2 separate regions of the Mus musculus genome follow, and region 1 is linked to region 2. The links are chromatin contacts, called in public HiChIP or PLAC-seq maps. All regions are on one chromosome and are shown on one strand. The core of a region is the stretch at or near the end of the contact, and the rest is flanking DNA. Distances in the headings are between cores, read along the strand shown. Region 1 holds the start of AI507597 (expressed sequence AI507597). Region 2 overlaps Fbxo42 (F-box protein 42).

Evidence for each region. HiChIP or PLAC-seq counts read pairs in DNA pulled down with a chosen protein or histone mark.
Region 1: an H3K27ac HiChIP or PLAC-seq map of microglia shows a contact between it and region 2, with 6 times the contacts expected there. The contact joins the promoter of AI507597 here to the enhancer-like site in region 2. A contact is called at or near these places in 7 of 115 datasets of contacts at active chromatin or transcription factors (the 230-238 cell line, astrocytes, bone marrow-derived macrophages and 3 more) and 1 of 9 other capture datasets (adipose tissue).

The regions. Positions count from the first base shown.
Region 1 is chr4:141,613,015-141,615,714 of GRCm38.p6, reverse strand. It overlaps AI507597 (expressed sequence AI507597), which reads right to left and starts at 1,345. Exons shown (of 3, transcript NR_033566.1): 1 at 1,238-1,345; 2 at 1,032-1,140; 3 at 111-757. It overlaps Tmem82 (transmembrane protein 82), which reads left to right. Exons shown (of 6, transcript NM_145987.2): 5 at 580-770; 6 at 1,009-1,482. The coding sequence ends at 1,134.
Region 2 is chr4:141,156,418-141,159,117 of GRCm38.p6, reverse strand. All of the region lies in intron 1 of Fbxo42 (F-box protein 42), which reads right to left. Among named protein-coding and RNA genes, the nearest start is that of Fbxo42, 9.8 kb to the right of the region's middle. Within about 2 kb of position 1,412, at least 53 of the 459 cell types and tissues checked have an H3K27ac peak or open chromatin away from gene starts, as enhancers often do. A contact at or near this core is called in adipose tissue, bone marrow-derived macrophages and microglia, where this site is marked.

The DNA of each region.
Region 1 (2,700 bases), core at 96-2,595, 460 kb before region 2:
GATAGACTTGGCAGTCTCTGTGTACGAAATGAGGAACCAGGACTGCTGTCTTTCTAAGGAAGGGGAACACAGATCGGATGAGGATGGAGAGACGGGACCAAGTCAAGTTTGACTGTGGAAAACAAGACTTCCATTAGAGTTCTCTAAAAGCAGAGGGATGGTGTCATCTTATTGGTGTGTTTAGGTCGCTTTAGATGGTCAGTAGAGCTTGGTCGGGAACAAAACTCAGGCGCCTTGATGAGTGAGCTTCGGCAAGAGGGGAAGGTGGCTGGGACCAGGATGGAACAAGAGAGAGACTGGCAGAAGCCAACTGAGCTGCGGATGATTCAAACTGACAGGCAGAAAGGGGGAGAACCTTAGATTCCTGCCATCGACTGGCAGGGCTCTGTCCTCAACCAGGGGGAAACTTAAGGGTGGGTAAGAAGTCCTGTAGGTGCCCAGAGACAGAAGCAGGGCTGTGGGAAGGCAGTCAGGGAAGCTGACAAGATCCCCGGGGAAGGCAGCTGAGAAGTGAAACAGGCTGGCCCCAGCTGATCTCCAGAAGGTGCCGGCTGAGACAGTGACAACCGCGTCCCACAGAGGAGCAGTGGCAACATCGCTTCAGCCTACAGGGCCAGGTCCAGACGGTGCTGGTGCGCATGGGTGGCCTCTTCCTTCTGTTGATGACCGTGGGCCGCTGGCTGGATCTCCTGAGTATCTTTTTCTCCCTTTTGGGTGAGCTGTGGTGCTTAGCCGGTATTCGCGCCTTAATCGACCTCTGCCAGATACAGGTAGGTACCTTTATGGATCCCCCCCCCCAGCTTCCCACCCTGTTCCCAAGGTTCCCAGCACACACACCCCCAGAGTTGACAAGAGTCGGGAGGGCAGGGGACCCTCAACTCGGAGTGAGGACCTGGGTACCAGGGACCACTCCAGCTGGCAACCCCGGGGGTCCCAGAGGGTCGGAAGATCCTGATGACGGATCTGAGACTAACTGGGGGTATGTGTCCCTTCGGACCCTCCCCCCAGGGCTTTCCACCCCAGAGGCCTACAGTAACAGCAGCAGTAACAGCAGAAGGAGAATCAGGATGGACAGATCCATGTGAGCCCCGGCCTTCCACACCTGCCCCAGCCAGGAGCGCGGTCCCCTCCTGACTCGCCCTGCGGAGGATGTGAAGTCAGTTTCAGGCCTGCGCGGCCTAACCAGCAAGGTCTTGACCACACGATGTGGCCTGAAGACTGAGTGGCTGGTCCTCACCTAGACTTTTGGGCAGGCCATGGGGGGGCTCTGGAGAAAGGAGGTGGCCAGGGCTGGGGACCTAGAGAGGTGGGGACATGAAGGCCTCAGAGTGAATCCCTCTCTCTTGGAGATGGACAGCGTCAGCAGACCCACTTTTCTTGGCTGGGCAAGAGGACAATTGTGACCTCAGAATGGCCCCTGCCCTCTGGCCACCCCTCCCCCACCTTGCTCTCGCCGAAGACAATAAAGGTGACTTTTCTCAACCTGCGTTGAGGATCACAGTGGCACAGGAAGAAAAAGGGGCTTCCTGAATCCAATGTCTTCGGGGGCAGGCTTCTAGGATATGAGCCTCAAACCTGGCCCTGCCCTGAGTTCCCTGGGGGACAAAGGACACAGGCTGAAGTACCAGGTTCTTGTGTCCCAGGACAAAGAACTGCACCAGGAACATGCGGTTATCAAGATGGTTGGGAGCTGGAGAAGTTGCTCAGGGTTACGAGCATGGAATGCTCTGAGTGTCACCCCTACACATGGGTCTCCTCGTCCTCGTAGATTGCTGGCCGATTCGGCCAACGTCGAACAGGGGGTTCAGAAGCCCTGTGAGTACTCACTGTGAAAGACCACACCGGGACCCGAAGTCAGGAGGCAGATCTTTACCTAGGGTGACTGCAGGCTTATACAGTTTTGGGGAACTGAAGGCAGGGACATCCAGGATGGGCAAAGGTCATTGGCTGGGGGGCTTAGAGGACCTGGAATGCCTCATTAGCATGGGGAAGCACTTCAGGAATCTCAGGCGATGGCTGAACAAGTCTTGTAGAAGAAAGGAACTTGATCCTATAAATTAATTGAGGCTATGTGACATTCCTCAGGTAGAAGCAAGTGTTGGGGGCTTAGAAACCCCAGTCAAGGCCAGAGGAGGAGAAACTCTGTTAACACCAGGAGTCCCCCATTATGCATCAAGCCCCAGAAGGCTGTGCAGTCAATGACAAACTTTGCCCATCCTTAGTTAGCAGGTTTCCCACATCCCCCATCAGGGAGTTCACAAGTGTCTGTAGGAGATGCTTAAGAGATGTGATGTCTCTGGCCTCCTTGGGCACTTGTATTCATGCTCACACACGCATATATAGAATTAAAAATAAAAAGAGAAGAAGAGACAGCTTATTAAGAAAAAGAGAAACCCAGGGCTGGAGAGATGACTCAGCGGTGAAGAGCACTGACTGCCCTTCCAGAAGTCCTGAGTTCAAATCCCAGCAGCCACATGGTGGCTCACAACCATCTATAATGGGATCTGATGCCCTCTTCTGGTGTCTGTAGTTGTCTTGTACTCATATACATAAAATAAATTTAATATTTTTTAGGAAGGAAGGAAGGGAGGGAGTGAGGGAGAAAAAATCCACAGCCAGGTGGTGGCACCACACACCTTTAGTCCCAGCACTCGGGAGGTAGAGGCAGGTGGATCTCTGTGAGCCTGGTCTACAGAGTGA
Region 2 (2,700 bases), core at 163-2,662:
GCACAAGTGTTTTGCCTGCATGTAACCATGTGTGCCACATGTGTACCTGGTGCCTGTGGAGATGAGAGTATCAGATCCCCTGGGACTGGAGTTACAGACGGCAGTGAGCCCCATGTAAGCTCTGGGAACAAAACCCAGGCCCTCTGCAAGAGTAACCAGTGCTCTTAACTGCTGAGCCACCTCCCCAGGCCCAGTGTTTTGTTTTTTAAGGCAGGAAGGTAATATGTAGCTGAGGCTGGCCACAAATTTACATTGATCTGCATGTCTCTGCCTCACAAGTGCTGGGATTAGTGGCATGTACTACCATGCCTGGCTAGGAACAAAGTCCTTACTGATGAAGTTAATGATACAGACTAGTTGTAGCGTACAACCTTGAAATGCTGAATGCTAAGGATTCCAGTGTGAGTGTGATAATCGTGAAATGTATAATTGGCCTTTCTTCTGTTTCCTGGCATACAACTTCTAAAAACAGGAGAATTTCCAAAGTAGAATCTTTCTGTACTAATAGTTAACTGACAACTGGCAGCCCTAGGAGCTTCAGGATTAGGACTGACCACGAGAAAGATTAAAGCATGATTAAAGAGTCAGACTATCAGGCCAACCCTCCAATTGCTAACTTGATCACCAATAGCCAATGATTTGATCAATCAAACTCAAAAAAGCACTAAGCACTGAGCGTGGTGGTTCACACCTTTAATCCCAGCACTTGGGAGGCAGAGGCAGGTGAACTTCTGAGTTCCAGGCCAGCCTGGTCTACAGACTGAGTTCCAGGACAGCCAGGGCTACACAGAGAAACCCTGTCTTGAAAAACAAAAGAAAACAAAACAAAAGGCACTAAGCATGGTGTACAAACCTGTAACCCCAGTTCTTAGGAGGCTGAGGCAGGAGGATCAGGAACTCAAAGCCATGCTTACCTACAAAACAGAGTTTAAGGCCATCCTGGGCCACATAATATTCTGCCTAAGACACACAGAAACACACCAAGAACTCTGGGTCTGGGGAGACTGCAGGCGGCTACTGTGAATGTAGAACATCTTGAGGTGTGCCCGAAGGGCATGGAGGCTCACTGCAGGCACCCCCATTTATCCACAGCCTGCAGTGTGTGAGTGTGTGTGCCTGTGTGGCTTGTGCATGTACAGGGAGCCCGGAGCAGGCTTCTCCTCCATCCTGCTCTGCCTCACTCCTTTGAGACAGGGTTGCTACTGACCCTGTTTTTGACTAGGCTGACAGTCAGGCCCCTGTGGATCACATCGCGTTTGCAGGTCTCCATGGTGCAGCAGCAGTCACCTGGCACCCCAGCACCTCACAGTATCTTTTATAATACGGTAGTAAATATGGAGTTTAGAACAAAGAGCACATGTAGTGTTTGTGGACGTTCTATGACCCAAAGAGGAAGTCATGAGACACCAGCCTTTCTGCTGGCATCTGGAGTGGGGTCACTGTGACAGTGCTGAATCCTCAAGCTCAGGATTTGAAGCTACCTCCAGGTGGTGTCAGAATTAAATGCATTACTGAGCCAGAGGACACCTAACTGATGGATTCTGCTGCTTGGTTAGGGGGCTGAGGGGGTGAGGAGATGGACTCCTGTAATCTCAGCAGTATGGAAGCTGTGACAAAAGAGCTTGAGTTCTAGGCCAGTCTGGGCAATACACAGCAAGTATAAAGCCAGCCTAAATTACTTTAGAAACACTCTTGCAACAAACAAAAAAATAAAATTACCAGACAGTATTTACCATGCTGTGCCCAGGGGCTTACCCACAGTGAGGTCAGTGGCCTTTCCCACAGATTTCATTCCCTCAGACATTCTTGGATCTCTTGCCTCTGTCCTTGTTAGCCATCCATGTGTCTGAACTATCCCTCTCTACTTGGGAATGTGGCAGGATCCTCGGCTAATGGAGTTGTCCTTCTAACCTCTGTCACCTTAGGCAGGAGAGCCATCATCTTGGGGCTACATGAACACTTGAGCGGGCGGCCTACAACAACAGGCCTATCATATAGACAGCTTCTGCTTCTCACTGCCTCACGAGTTAGACTCTACCCACTGATCACCTGCCTAATTAAAACCCACATCTCTTTCCTCATCACTATGGTTTCCAATGAAGCAGAGAGCAAGGCAATAAATAGCAGGAGAAACTAAGATGTAATACACAGCCAGAATTTTGCTCCAAGGTAACAAGAAAGCCTCAAGATACAGAGTCTAGCCATGCTTTAATCCCAGGACCTGGGAGAGGGACATAGGTGAATCTCTGTCAGGTCTATACAGTAACTTCTAAAACTGTCAGGGCTACACAGAGAGACCCTGTTTCAAACAAAACAAAATACAACCAACAAAAAGTTATCATGTCCAGCAAGTGGCTCATGTTGTATTCCCCAGGACCAAGGACTGCTGCAAATTCAAGACCAGTTTTGTATACATAATGTATTCCAGTCCAGCTGGGGCTATCGAGTGAGACTCTCCCAAAAACAAAGCCAAAGGTATCATGTCTAGATACATAGAAAGTGCCATTACAACCGTCCTCAATGTCCTGCATCACCCCAGAATATATTCCCCAGGTGGGAAACAGGAATGACTACAGTCGGTAATGCTGCGACTGAGGCCTAAGGGTCAGCATTACACTAACTTCCCTCTGTGCTGGCCACAGTGGGGGTCACCTGACAACCAAGCCTGAGGACTGAGTTCTAACAACAGGACTCACGTGG